2 separate regions of the Capra hircus genome follow, and region 1 is linked to region 2. The links are chromatin contacts, called in public Hi-C maps. All regions are on one chromosome and are shown on one strand. Each heading gives the region's core, a stretch centred on a gene start, on an enhancer-like site or on the middle of the called end of the contact. The rest is flanking DNA. Distances are from core to core; before and after follow the strand shown.

Region 1 (7,012 bases), core at 3,004-5,503, 140 kb after region 2:
GTTCAGTTCAGTCGCTCAGTTGTGTCTGACTCTTTTCAACCCCATGAATCGCAGCACACCAGGCCTCCCTGTCCATCACCAACTCCCGGAGTTAGGGGGTCAAAAATCTCATGAGGCTGATTTCAGAGGATTCAAAGCCCTGTATTTATTTATTTAATTTTTAGTTACTGGGGGTATAGTTGCTTTATAATGTTGTATTAGTTTCTGCTTTACAACAATCAGCTATATGGATCCATACATCTCCTCCCTATCGAGTCTCCCTTCCTACTCTCCCACCCCTCCGGGCCATCCCAGAACACTGCTCTGGGCGCCCAGCGCTATACGGCAGGTTCAACTCACACGGTGTATGCATGTCGATCCCAGTCTCCCGACTCACCCTACCCCCAGCCCCAAGTGCACACAGCCGCTCTCCACGTCTGTGTCTCTCTTCCTGTCCGGCAAATGGCTTCATCTGTGCCATTTTTCTAGATTCCACATACATGCATTAATATACAATATTTGTTTCTCTCTCTCTGACTTCCTTCACTCTGTATGATGGACTCTGGATCCACTCACTTCTCTACAAATGACTCAGCTCGTTCCTTTTCATGGCAAGCCGCTGTATTTAGTTATGGCCATCCAGCAAGCACTCTGAGTAGGCACTGCATGACACACTCATTCCATTTGCACAGCTCTTTTAAGGCTGTATTAGTTAGCGATATAGTACTGGATGCTATATCACAAATACAACCTAACATTTCAGAGGTCTAACACAATCACAGTTTGCCATTCCCCTCCCTTAACAGTCCACTGAGGGTGTTCTGCTCACTGGGTGGTGTTCCTCTTCGCGGCGGCTCAGGGACCCTGGTCTGGAAGTGATGCATTTCTCAGTGGTAAAAATTTGTCTTTGCATCTGGATAAAAAAGGGGCTGGAAAACAGAGACCATGGTCGGGCAGTTCACGCTATGAAAGAGGAAGTGTGGGCTTTTGGTGGACAGCTCATTATCTATCTTGTAAATATCATCATCACCATCATCATCCCCATTTCTGGACGGGGAAACGGAGGCGCCTGTACTTAAATAACTTACCTAAGGTCCACAGCTGATAAGTGATGGAGGCTGGCCTTGGACCCGGGCAGTCCATTTTCAAGTCCCATGTGCTTGCCATTGTGTCTGCTGTCTCACAGTGATGAATAGCATGCAGTACCCACTGTGAAGAAAAAGGAAATATCAGACATGCTCTTGAAATTTTATTTTCACAAATAAAGCTTTTGGGACTTCCCTGACAATGCAGTGCTTAAGACTGCGTTTCCACACCAGGGGGTGAGGGTTTGATCCATGATTGGGGAACTAAGATCCCGCATGCCCTGCGGCACCGCCAAAAAGCAAGAAGAAAGCTTTTGAAATGAGCTGAGCAAGCACTTGAGAACAAGTGCCACACAGTCATCCAGAGCTCAAACGCCACCTTCTCGGAGAGGCCTTCCCCGCTCCGCTTACCTTCCAACACCTCTGCTCCCCCAGATACTCTGTCTCCTGTAAAGCTGTGTATTTTCTCCATAGCACTCTCGTTATCCGAAATCAGGGACGTACTTGTTTCTTGTGGATGGACTGTTTCCCTGATTAGAATAGAAGCTTCCTGTAAGCAGGGAGCTGGTCTGTCTTGCTCTCTTTGTACCCCAGTGCCCGTCATGGAGCCTGGCGCACAGGAAACCCTCCGTGGATTTTTGTAAAATGGGCAGGTCTATCTGCGAGGTACAGACGCACTCATTTATTCATTCCCACATTCCTGCCATCTATCAGTCATTCAGTCATTCACTCATTCACCCTTTCTCAAATGCCTGGGCCTAATCTGAGGTTAGAATCTGATGCGTAGAGCCTACTCGTTGGAAAAGACCTTGCTGTTGGGAAATATTGAAGGCAAAAGGAGGAGAAGGCAGCAGAGGATGAGATGGTTAGATATCATCGCTGACTCAGTTGACGTGAATTTTAACAAACTCCGGGAAGCAGCGGAGGATAGAGAAGCCTGGTGGGCTACAGTTCACGGAGTCACAAACAGTCAGACATGACTTACTGACTGAACAACAGCAACAATAATCTGAGGATAGAGAGATGGTAGTCCTTGGTCTACGGGTAACTTGTGAAACCTTGGAAGGCTTCCTGTAGGAGGTGATATTAGAGCTGGAGGGAATATTTAATTGTGAATCAGAGAAAGGGCTGTGTCATATTAGATGCTTTTACATCTTCACTTGGTCTGTAACCAAGTACACGGCTCCCCTGGGCTTTGTAGGTTACCACTGTTCAGCACGGAGACCAGCCTGGCTACCACTTTATAATGGCAAAGCTCCTGAGCCCCTTCTACAATATAAAGGGTAGAAAATGGACTCACGATGGGGCAAGGTGGGCTTGTCCTTTCTGTGCCTCGTAGAGGGGACGGGGCAGGTTCTAGGTTGACAGCAAAGGGTTGGTAGCTTTCTTTAGCTTATAAATAAAAACGATCCAGTCATCCTTATGGTGGCCTGCTGCTGCTGCTAAGTCGCTTCAGTCGTGTCCAACTCTGTGCGACCCCACAGACGGCAGCCCACCTTACGATGGCCAGCCCACCTCAAATCCCTGACGTCACGGCAATGCTAGTGTCACAGCTGTGAGCATGTGTCCCTAAGGAGAGGTCTTGTTTAATCACTTCAATCTGCGACGCCACGGATTATGGCGCACCAGGCTCCTCTGTCCACAGGACTTCCCAGGGATGAATACTGGAGCGGGCTGCCATTTCCTTCTCCAGGGGATCTTTCTTGTTCAGGTGTCAAAGCCATGTTTCTTGCGTCTTCTGCATTGGGATGCTGATTCTTTACCCCTGAGCCACCAGGGAAACCCAAGGACAGATACTCAATGCTTTTCTTAGAAATCTGAGTGGCTACTCTCCAATTTTCTTTTTGGGTAAATCAAGGCAGTGGATAAGACAGCTACTCATTATCTGATAAAATGAATATGGCTAGATAATGTCACAAGGGACACGCCTGCAGGAATCAAAGGGTCAGGGTCAGCTGCTGGAGAATGAACCATTTGACCTTTCCCAGTAAGAGGCTGCTCCATTGTGAGTTCTGACGCTAGCAGGAAGCTTTAGAACAGGATAAGAGCAAGGAACCAGGTGTCCTAAAGACATGTTTTTAGGAGTTTTTCTTATTACCGTTGTAATAAAGTTTCAATGTCTGAAACTCAGATACAAACATGCAGCAAGGCAAACAAAAGAAAAGTGAAAATCACCCCCATTTTCAAGAGCCCAGAGATAATCAGCTTAGCATTTTGGTATCTACTGCTTCATTCTTTGCACACGTATATGTGTGTCTTCTTTGATAAACAGAGATGGGATCTTTGCGTGTGCTTAGTCGCTCAGTCCTGTCCGACTCTTTGCAACCCCATGGACTGTGGCCCACCAGGCTCCTCCTCTGCCCATGGGGATTCTCCAGGGAAGAATACTGGAGTGGGATGCCATGCCCTCCTCCAGGGGATCTTCCCAACCCAGGGACTGAACCCAGATCTCCCACATTGCAGGCAGATTCTTTACTGTCTGAGCTACCAGGGGAGCTTTCTCTCTTTGCAAACTGCCTTTTTCATGTAATAACACACTGCATATACATCATTCCATTCCATTTCATTTGACTGGTCGTCTTTGATGAGACTCTTTGGAACGTCTACAGATATTCTGTGGTCTGACAACATTACAGTTCATTTGACAAATCTACTCTTGGTGGACATTTAGGTTGTTTATCATTTTTTTCCCATGATAACAAAGGCTGTAATGATTATTTTTGAAGCTCAGCATCCGGTCAAGTGGTGTGCATATTTTAAAAGCATAACTTGTTCTTCACCAGCAAAGTGAAGTCCTAGCGGCTGTAGCTGAGCAAATTAAAATAAAGGCTAATTTAAATAAAGTGTGTGTGTGTATATAATGGTAAATACAAAGATTAAATGCTCATTTCTTTGAATAGATCTACTCCATAGGGATCATTTTGACCCCGATTCCTTTTTCATCTAACTGGAAAAAAGGAGATGTTTGCCTGGGGAAGAGTAGGTAGGTGGAACCACCAGATTTTACCTTCTTTTGGTATTGACCAGGGGTTTTGGCCTCCTTAATCAAGAGAAATTGACCAAAGGCCAGACAAGAAATTCAGGCAAGGCTTTATTGGGGCCCCTCCTGCAGCAGGGTGGACCGAGAAGTTTCCCTTGCTGGCTCACTCCCCAGGGAGGCGCAAGGGGGCTCCTTATGCGCGGCGTCCAGGGGTGGAGCCAGAGGCGGGGCTCGGGTGGTGTGCCCACCCCTTTGGTGACGTATGTGCAGGGGGTGTGCTCAGCACCCTGCTGTTGCTCCCAGATTTTCAGGAGTGGTTGTTGGACTTCTTAGTCTCTTTGTTGTTCGAATTTGCCCCATCTGTGCCTGCACCTAGTTATTTTCAGTCGCTTATAGTTTCTTTCTATTTCGAGTTCCAGGCAGAGACGTTTGTCCAGGTGCAAAGCATTGCAGGACTGCAGCAAAAGGTCGAAGGTCCCAACAAGTCTCATTTTCAGGAGGCTTTTACACCTGGAGATTTCACATAGGATTCTTAGGTGAGCTTGGGCACATTCTTTTTTTTTTTTAAGATTCGCTGATACTCACCCTTTCCCCCTTCCATCTTCTCTAAGAAGAGAAAGGACACAGAACAAAAGGCAGCTTCCTGGGATGTCAGAGGTGTACCTTCCTCAAGGGACAGACACGTTCTGGGAGAGGGTTGATGACAGCTGTTTCCAGGACCAGCAGCTGGCAGCAGCTGGCACCATGAGATTCTGGGTTTCTGTAACTGTGAGGAGTTTTCTTTCTCTCTTAGTGAGCAGGTCCAGCTTCAAGTGTCAGAAATAGTTTCTTGCCAAACCAGCCTGCCAATAAAAGCTGCTCCCTTTTATAGGATAATCAGTATAGATTAGGCAGTTTACATCCATCAACTTGCAAAGTGGGCATCGGTATTTATTTTGCAGATGAAGAGACAGAAATTAAATGGTTAGCTAACTTACCCAGCGTCACATGTTCAAGAAGTAGAAAGTTCAGGATTCTAACTCTACTCTGATTCCAGAGCCCCTAAACTCTTGTCTCTATGCCTCGTTGCTACTCTGGTTTATTGTCATCCTTGCGTTTTTCAGTTCATTTTACAGATAATATAAGCTCCTCAGAGTTAAGAAGATTTTAGCTACTAAAGGAATTGATTTTTTTTTTTTTTTGGTTGTTTGTGTTTGAAGGTTCCAGCAATGCCATTTCCTACCAATCATATATTTTAATTGTCAATAAAACTGGAGATAAATTCTCAGAGAATTCTGAGACATGTTGACATATTCTCAATGCCTTTATCTAAAAATGTGGGTTTTTGCTTGCCATGGTGAAAGGGACCCACCGCCTTTCAGGAATGGCCTCAGGATCCTCTGGGAGCTTTTCCTGGTGTTCCTGCTCTGCCCTTCTGGATGGCACGTTCCAGCGCCCTAAGTCTGGCACTGGAGATGTGACGTCACCATGAAATGTGCAGTCTTGATGTATACCTCTCCCAGACACGAGAGCCTTCTTATCACCAGTGCGCTCTGCCGTGGGTACCCAGCAGAGGAATCCAGGCTTAATTTTCTAGAACAGTGGTCCTTACTCATTCACTTCCTGCATTTGTCCATTCCACTCAACACCCATTAATGGGGCCTCTAAGGCCACAGATGGTTAATACAGAGTTCCAGCATGGAAGAGCCCAGTCTAGTGGAGAGCAGCTGATAGCAACCCTGAATATTTAATAGCAAAAATTTGAGAATGAATCAACAAAAGTGACATGTATCAACATGGATAAAGTTAATAAAATATAATGTTCACACAGATAACAAATAGGCACATGAAAAGATGCTCAATATCGCTGTTAGAGAAATGCAAATCAGAGCTATCATGAGGTACCACCTCACGCTGGTCAGATGGCCATCATTAAAAAGTCTGCAAGTAACAAATGCTGGAGAGGGTGTGGAGAAAAGGGGCCTCTCCTACCCTGTTGGTGGGAGTGTAAATTGGTGTAGCCAATACGGAAAACATTAGAGTAGTTCCTTAAAAAACTGAAAATGGAGCTGCCGTGTGACCCAACAAACCCACTCCTGAGCATGTCTATGGCGAGAACTGTAATTTGAAAAGAAACGTGTGCCGCAGTGTTCGGTGCAGCACTGTCTACAACAGTGAAGACGTGGAGACAGCCTAGCGTCCACTGACAGACGGACGGGCACAGATGCGGCGTGTGTGCACACGGATGCATAGAACGAAATGCTACTCAGCCAAAAAAAGAACGAAATTGTGCTGTTTGCAGAACATGGATCAACCTAGAGTTTATCACACCGAGTTAAGTAAGTCAGAAAGAGAAAGCCAAATACCATACGATAACACTTATATGCGGGATCTAAAAATGGCACAAATGAACTTATTTACAAAACAGAAACAGACTCTCAGACGCAGAAAAGAAGCTTATGGTTACCAAAAGGAGAAGGAGACGGGGAGGGATAAACTGGGAGTTTGGGATTGGCAGGTACAAACTAACAGATAAATAGATACATATTATATAAAATATATTAAATTACATATAAATTATTATATATAAACAAGGTCTTACTGCATAACACAGGAAACTATATTCAGCATCCTGTAATAAACCATAATAAAAAATAATGTGAAAAGGAATAAATATATGTATAACTGAATCACTTTGCTATACACTGGAAACACAATGTTGTAAATCAACTACTTCAATAAAAATGATATATTGAAAGCATAAAGTTCAGTAAGCAAGTCATAGAATGATGCATTCACTTTGGTATCATTTATGTAAAGTTAAAAATGCTAAACCATACTGCATATTGTGTAGTGACGTAAACTTATGTATGATAAACAACAAATTTATGAGTGTGGTTACCCCAAGGAACTGGGGAGGGAGCAGGTTTGGGGTAGTAGTGGGTGTGGGCTTCAGTTGTATGTGACATTTTATTTCCCAAGAGAGGAG
Region 2 (7,500 bases), core at 4,542-7,041:
TCGGTAAATACCAGATCCTCCCCCCCTTTATATCTCCCCCCACCTTTTTTTTTTTTTGGCTACACCTTGCAGCTTGTGGGATCTTAGTTCCTCAACCAGGGATCAAATCCAGGCCTCCAGCAGTGAAAGCGTGTAGTCCTAACTGCTGGACCGCCAGGGAACTCCCTCGCTGCTTTGTATCTCTGATGTCTAATAAATACAGGCAGGGAAGATGTGGCTGGCTGACATGGAACTCTCTCAGACAGAGGGAGGAGGTGCTCAGTTCTGCACAAGCCTCAAGGGAGGCCGCCGGCCGGACCCTCCCCGGCCGGCCCTTGCTGGAAGCCCGCTCTCCACTGGGCTCGTGAGGTGCATGCTCCAAAAGTCACCACCAGGTGGTGCTGTGGCAGACATAGATGCTCCAGGTGTCCCGGGACACTCTGCCAGGACCTTCCAGGAAAGGCACCTGCAAGAGTTGGGCTGACCACACCCCAGAGCACCCGCCACGCCCCAGGGTCCCTGAGAAGAGCCCCGAGAAGAAGGCTCCAGACTTGACCCTGCCTTTTACTGGCTGTGCAGCCTGGACAAGCTGGGTGAACACTCAGTTGTACCATTCAAGAGACAGGTCCAAGGTCCCCCCGGGGCAGTGGAGAGGGCCTTGCCATGGGTCACGGGGCCTAGGCCCGCCCGGGTTGGCTGGGACCATTAAAGAGACACTTCATGGGAAGAACCTGGCAGGAATGGTGACTCAGTCAGCTGGCTTCATTGAGTGCGGTTCAACAAGCCCCTCACAGGACTTGTCTTGCGGTCCAGCAGCTAAGACTCTGAGCTCCCAATGCAGGGGGCTTAGGTTTGATCCCTGGTCAGGAAACTAGATCTCACGTGCTGCAACTAAGACCCAGCGCAGCCAAATAAATAAATAAATACATATTAAAAACCAAACAAAACCCCCGCAGACCTCTTATGGGGTATCTAAGGCTGGGCCAAAGTTGGAGAAGACTCTTGAGAGTCCCTTGGACTGCAAGGAGATCCAACCAGTCCATCCTAAAGGAAATCAGTCCTGAATATTCATTGGAGGGACTGATGCTGAAGCTGAAGCTCCAATACTTTGGCCACCTGATGGAAAGAGCTGACTCCTTGGAAAAGACCCTGACGCTGGGAAAGATTGAAGGCGGGAGGAGAAGGGGACGACAGAGGATGAGATGGTTGGATTGCATCACCGACTCGATGGACATGAGTTTGGGCAAGCTCTGGGAGTTGCTGATGGACAGGGAGGCCTGGTGTGCTGCGGTCCATGTGGTCACAAAGAGTCGGACACAACTGAGCAACTAAACTGACTCCCTTGCTTGCTAAGCTGTAAGCCATGTTCAACAACAGTCCCCTGAAGCCTCTATCCCCAGCAACTGCTAAATTACTAAATGTAAAATTACACCAGTGAGAGTCCAACTTGGGACTTGCCGCCTAATTAACATTCTTTCAAGTACCCAGGTGTTCAAAGCTGAAGACATCGTTATCTCCCTGCCTGAGTTTCTGCAGACACCCCTGCTACCACCCTCCTGACAATTAGGCAGCACCCTGGAGAGGTTATTCCCAGCCATGGTGTGGTCTTCATGGTACTGGGTCTGTAAACCTTTCCAGCGAGGAGAAGGCAGAGCTGTTTGAGGCTCTGATGGCTAATTAAGCCTGAACCTGAGCACTTAGCTCCTCACAGGAGAGCGTGAAACTCTCAGACAAAGTGAGGCAGGTTGAAAAGGATGGCCTTACTACCAGCAGAGCTGGTATCTCCACGTCCTCTTGTGGAAGTGAGAAACAGGATCATTGCTTTCTGCTTTTGCTCTGATGGCTAGGAAGTGAGGAGCTGAAGCCACAGCTCAGTTATAGCAGCTGGGTACAGGAGAAAGTACAACCACAGCGGTAACAGGGACAAAGATAGCAGTTCCTGAACGCCTGCGACTTGCCAGCCATTTCTGCTAAGTGCTTTACATATATTACCCTATTCAGTTCTTTCAATCATGAGCTGAAGGAGGTATTACTTGATCCATTTCACAGGGGAGGAGACTGAGGCACAGGGACAGGACGTGTGCTCAGTGGCAGAGCTGAGCTTCGGGTCTAGGCCTGCCCGCAGGGTCCACTCTCCTACATTTGAGCTTCTCAGCTGGCTGTGTCTCCTCTTCACATCTGTGCTTTACTTTTGGCCCTGATGTTTCATATTTATCTGTATTTCTTGAGAAGTCCTGCAAATCCAGGAGATGGGTTTTGCATAAATAAATAAATGCAGGTCTGAGTACCAGTGAACCAAAGAAAGAAGAACGTTCTAGAGACTTGAAAAGTCAGAGTTCACATGGGGACACTTACGCTGGGGTGGCAGGGACAGGGGGACCCCCAAACTCAACCTCTGTCATTAAAATCTGAACTGTGGGGAACACACCACCCACAGGCAGGAAGGTTCTAACCTTCTGTTCTACAAAACAGACCTGGCGATTTTCTAAAAGACCACCACTTTGGGGATATTGGCTAAGCAGGCTTGCTAGTCACGGAATTCTTAGATTTAAGGGGAAAAAAACCCTAACAGTTTTCATTATGGAATGCTGAGAACTGAGATAGCCCATTACTATGTAAATTGAGGAGACAAGAGGTGCTTCCTCCCCCTGCTGGGATCCCCAAACCCCCAGAGGGCTGCTCCTTCACTGCAGAGGGTCTGGATTCTTCAGTTATTATCAACCAGACTCATGCAAGGGACTAGTTTATACAACATTCTCAGTGAGGGGGAGGCCCAGGAGGGAGGGAAACTGAGAAAGGTCCCTGGGTGGGGATGTGTTCGTGAAGCTGGGGGGGCATCAGGGCTCATCATGGCCGGGAAAATAATTCCTGGAAGCTGCCCCTCCCTCGCCCTGCAGAGAGAAGCTTTGGCAGATAATCTGTTTCCCAGGAGCTTGGACAGAGAGCGTGGACATCTGCTCCATTTGCATGAAATCGACAATTACTGGTGGACCGAAATGAATCAGCGTTCAGTTCCCAATGCTGTCTCTTGTGAATGTGCTTAATAGGGGCGCTGATCAGCTCTGGGTTCAAAATGGGTAAAATCTTATTTCTGAAAAGCCTGAGCGCAGACCTGGGGGCACGCTGGCCACCCAGGCATTGAAGCCCTCGGGACTCTGCTGTGGTGCCAGTGCCTCCCTGGAAATACATGAACACGAGCAGCCTTGACAGACTCTTTGAGCAGGGCCTAATGTTCCACAGCCCACAAGCCACCGACTTCCAGATTAAACTGATCCCTTCCTAAGTTCCTAACCAACCTGGGCAGGGTAGTAAGCCTCCCGTCACTGGGAGTGAGTAAGCAGATGCTAGTAGAGACTTCTGATGGATGATGTCAAGGGGATCCTATATGTGTAGGGGTCTGAACCGGATGACTCCAAATCATCTGTTGGAACCCTCAGTATAGGAGGCCATAATTTCTGATGTTTGTGGGATAAAATGAGCACCGAAGAATTGATGCTTTTGAACTGTAGTGCTGCAGAAGACTCTTGAGAGTCCCTCGGACAGCAGGGGGATCAAACCAGTCAGTCCTCAAGGAAATCAACCCTGAATATTCACTGGAAGGACTGATGCTGAAGCTGAAGCTCCAATACTCTGGCCACCTGATGCCAAGAGCTGACTCATTTGGAAAGACCCTGATGCTGGGAAAGATTGAAGGCTGGAGGAGACGGGGGCAACAGAGGAGATGGTTGGATGGTATCACCGACTCCATGGACATGAGTTTGAGCAAGCTCCGGGAGTTAGTGAAGGACAGGGAGGCCTGGTGTGCTGCGGTCCACGGGGTCACAGAGAGTCGGACACGACTGAGCGGCTGAACGTAACAACAAGCACTGTGTGGTCACACCCACTGCCCCAAGAGGCTGAGCCGTCAGACTGGGTCCCGGCCCTCCACGTGCACGCTAGCGTGCCTCTTCCCTGGGCCAAGTCCCCCATTTCAAGAATGAAGTGGATGCAGTCCCTGCCCCCAGCCTCTTCACTGGCAAGAGAGAAGGATCTCCGCCCGCATCTTAGGTTCGTTTGCACATTAAGGGAAAGCTCACGGGACTTCTCTGGCAGCCCAGTGGTTAAGACGTTGCCTTCCAAGGTAGGGGCTGTGGGGTCTACACCTGGTCAGGGAGCTAAGACTCCACAATCCTCCTGGCCAAAAATCCAAAACACAACACAGAAGCAATATCGTAACAAATTCAGTAAAGACTTTAAAAATGGTCCACATCAAAAAAAAAAAAAGTTAAAAAATAAATAAATAAAGGAGAGAAAACACGCAAAGCACTTAGTACGGGTGCCGGGTACAGGCTGAATCAAAGCTGCTCGGCCGTTTCTGACTCTGTGACCCCGTGGACTGTCACCCACCAGGCTCCTCTGTCCAGGGGATTCTCCAGGCCAGAATACTGGAGTGGGTAGCCTTTCCCTTCTCCAGGGGATCTTCCTGACCCAGGGATCAAACCCGGGTCTCTGCACTACAAGCCAATTCTTAACTGTCTGAACTACCAGGGAAGCCTTGGGTACAGAGCTTGCTCACTAAATGCTTGTGGTTAAGCCCCGAGCAAGCCCAGGAGGCCCCTGTGTCCCATTTAACTCCTCAGCCTGGCTTAGGGTGCAGGGCACTGGGACAGTGATGAGCAGGTTTCATGTATCTTGAAGTCTCCAGGAGAAGCAGTTGGATGGGGCCGACTTACAGATGCAGGATGGAAGGGGGAGCCAGGGAAGACGCCACAGATGGGCCCAGGTGCCCAGAGTGCGGCAGGCCTTGCGGGCTCTTATTGGCTGAGCCAAAATACAAACAGGCGAGCCAGCACATCCTGGGACATCTTGCCAGCGGCGTGGACAGGGCCGCCGCCCAGAGACAACGTGCAGGGTCACTAAGGAATTCCCTTCACATCTTTTGAGAATGAAGAGACGCATCAGTGCACAAACAGCTGAGGCAGAACTGATTTCTCGATTCACGTGGCCCCTTCCCGGCTCCACTTCCATGAGTCAGTCTGAATTGAGCTCTCTTTCCACTTTTTTGAGGCCTTTGAAAGTGGATGCATAGAAGCAATGCACTGGATCTGGGGCCCAGGGTCTCGTGTGCTTGGATGGTGGCCCTTCTTGGCATCAGTCCCCGCACTCCACCCCCGGCCACCTGCTGGGACGAGAAATACCCTTGGTCAGAGGATCAGTCACTTCCAAAGCAAATTCCTCTTGTCGGTGGGCAGATGGACCATTCACCTGGGAATTCTGGCTACGTTCCTCTCCTGCCCGAAGTTCGGCAGACGTACGTCCTGTTCTGGATCTGAGCGGGCAGATCCTGCGCACGCCGAGCATGTGCTGGCTGGCCACACCTGCCGGGAGGTCCAGGAGTGGAGCGACCTGGGTCACTAGGGGCCTTGGGGGACCCACTGGCCGAGGTCTCAGGGCCGGTGGGGTCCACGTGCTCATGTAGCTCCAGCCTTTCACCACCCAAAGGCTGGCACTGCTCTCTGCAGGCGGCACTCATGGAGAACGCGAAACATGGATTGCAAGTCCCTCATCAACTGACAGGTAATCAACCACTGACGGGTACCGGGTGCCTCGTATGTGCCAAGTCCTGTGCCAGGAGCTGGTGATACAGAGGTGGGCAACACAGACAGGGCCTGACCCGGAGCCCTGAGCGCAGAGTAAAGGGGGAGGGAGGAAGCAGGACGCGGCCGCGGGAGCGGGACCCGGACTGAGGGCCCGGGCCTGGCGCTGGGGGCAGCCTCAGCTCTGCCACCTCCCTATAGAACATGGTGAGTCAGATGCCTGCCCATGAGGAGGCCGTGAGGATCCGGGTTAACGGACACCATCAAGCATCAGCACAGACATCCGTCCCGTCTGCGGTGACGGACACCAAAGCTGAGAGCAGGGACTCCCTGGTGGCCCAGTGGCGAAGAATCCGCCTGCAACTGGGGGCCTGGGTTAGATCCCTGCATTGGGAAGACCCCCTAGAGAAGGGAACAGCTACCCACTCCAGTCTTCTGGCCTGGAGAATTCCATGGACTGGACAGTTCAGGGGGTTGCAAAGAGTCAGACACGACTGAGCGGCTTTCACTCAGTCACTCGCTACATCGTTAGCCTTCCCAGGTGGCTCAGTGGTGAAGAGCCTGCCTGCCAATGCAGGAATCGCAGGAGACTCAGGTGCAATCCCTGAATCAGGAAGACCTCCTGGAGAAGGAAATGGCAACCCACTCTAGTTTTCCTGCCTGGGAAATCCCATGGACAGAGCAGCCTGGTGGGCTACTGCCCACGGCGTCGCTAGGAATTGAACACGACTTCGCGGCTGAGCACATACGCACTACGTCTCCAAGGCATTTTTATCAGGTCATGTCTGATTCCCTGGGCCCTGGGCTGGAGCCAGTCACCATCAGCACAGCTCCGAGTTTTGCCTGCCTGGAGCCTGCCCCCTGCCGGACTGGACCCAGCTCTATACTGGCCTCATCTCTGGTCCCCTGGTGGGTAACCTTCTGGGGATCATCCCTGCTTCTGTCTGTGTGGGGGTCCCAAGGCCGGAGCTCCTGGGTACCATCAACCTCTGGCGCTCTCATCCCAGCATCCTTAGGACCTGCCACACTCTGGCTTCCCATCAGGGGGTTCTTCTATCCTGCAAGCTATGAAGCAGGGTAGGGGAAGAAAGGAAAGTCCCTGTTTTGTAGATAGAGAAACTAATGTTTCAACTAAGAATTCATTAGAGGCCAGAATCCAAGTAAGGTCTTCCAGCTGGAGCCCATGGTGGGAATACTCACTGGCCTCTCCTGGATGTCGGTTTGCCTTGCTCTAGCTGACGAAACATGAGTGAAAGTCACGTGTTAGTTCCAGGTGAAACCGAAGAGCTAGTGTGTGATTCACCACAATCTCAACCTCCCCCTGAGGGAGCTTCCACTGGCCTGGGTGGCTGAGTGACTACAAAGATCAGAGCCCCGGCCTACCCACAGCGCATGGGAGACACAGGTGAGAAATGAACCTCTGCTGTGCTCCGTCTCTAAGGATGTGGGGCGTGTTCGTCCCTGCGGCATAGCCTCACCTGTCCTGACTGATACAATGTAAACGTTTACGTTAGACACTTCACTTACAGAGCGCGCACTCTCTGTTGGTTTCATCCCAGATACAGGAGGCACAGGGGCTGCTCACACACCATTCCTGCCCTCAAGGGGTTCGTGGTCCAGACGCCTATTTGGAAGGAAGCTGCCCACACTGAGCTTGAGGGAGGAGCAGGACCAGGTGAGGGATACCTTGGGGATGGCTGCATATCCCCTGAGCAGTAACCCCCTGCTGTCTGCAACGTCACTCAGGAAGGAAATGAAGCTGTGAGATGGTTAACGCCACAGGCAGCTTTTCTTGGGGGAGGGGGAGAAAGGATGGGCTGTGGCTGGGTGGGAGCAGAGGGCCGGGGGAGGCTGGCTGAAGGATGCTGTGCTCTGGGAGACTCTAGGGTTTACTGCTACATCTCATTACTTGGTCTCAAGGGAATCCAGAAAACAATCAGCACAT

What was found. A called contact is a pair of places that touch in the nucleus more often than the background predicts.
Region 1: a Hi-C map of liver shows a contact between it and region 2, with 4 times the contacts expected there. The contact joins two enhancer-like sites. A contact is called at or near these places in 3 of 5 Hi-C or Micro-C datasets (blood and liver).

Annotation. Positions count from the first base shown.
Region 1 is chr2:3,149,123-3,156,134 of ARS1.2, forward strand. No RefSeq gene overlaps it. Among named protein-coding and RNA genes, the nearest start is that of OTUD3, 14 kb to the right of the region's middle. Within about 2 kb of position 4,254, at least 1 of the 5 cell types and tissues checked has an H3K27ac peak or open chromatin away from gene starts, as enhancers often do.
Region 2 is chr2:3,006,375-3,013,874 of ARS1.2, forward strand. The region is part of intron 13 of TMCO4 (transmembrane and coiled-coil domain-containing protein 4); the gene reads right to left. Among named protein-coding and RNA genes, the nearest start is that of HTR6, 50 kb to the left of the region's middle. Within about 2 kb of position 5,792, at least 1 of the 5 cell types and tissues checked has an H3K27ac peak or open chromatin away from gene starts, as enhancers often do.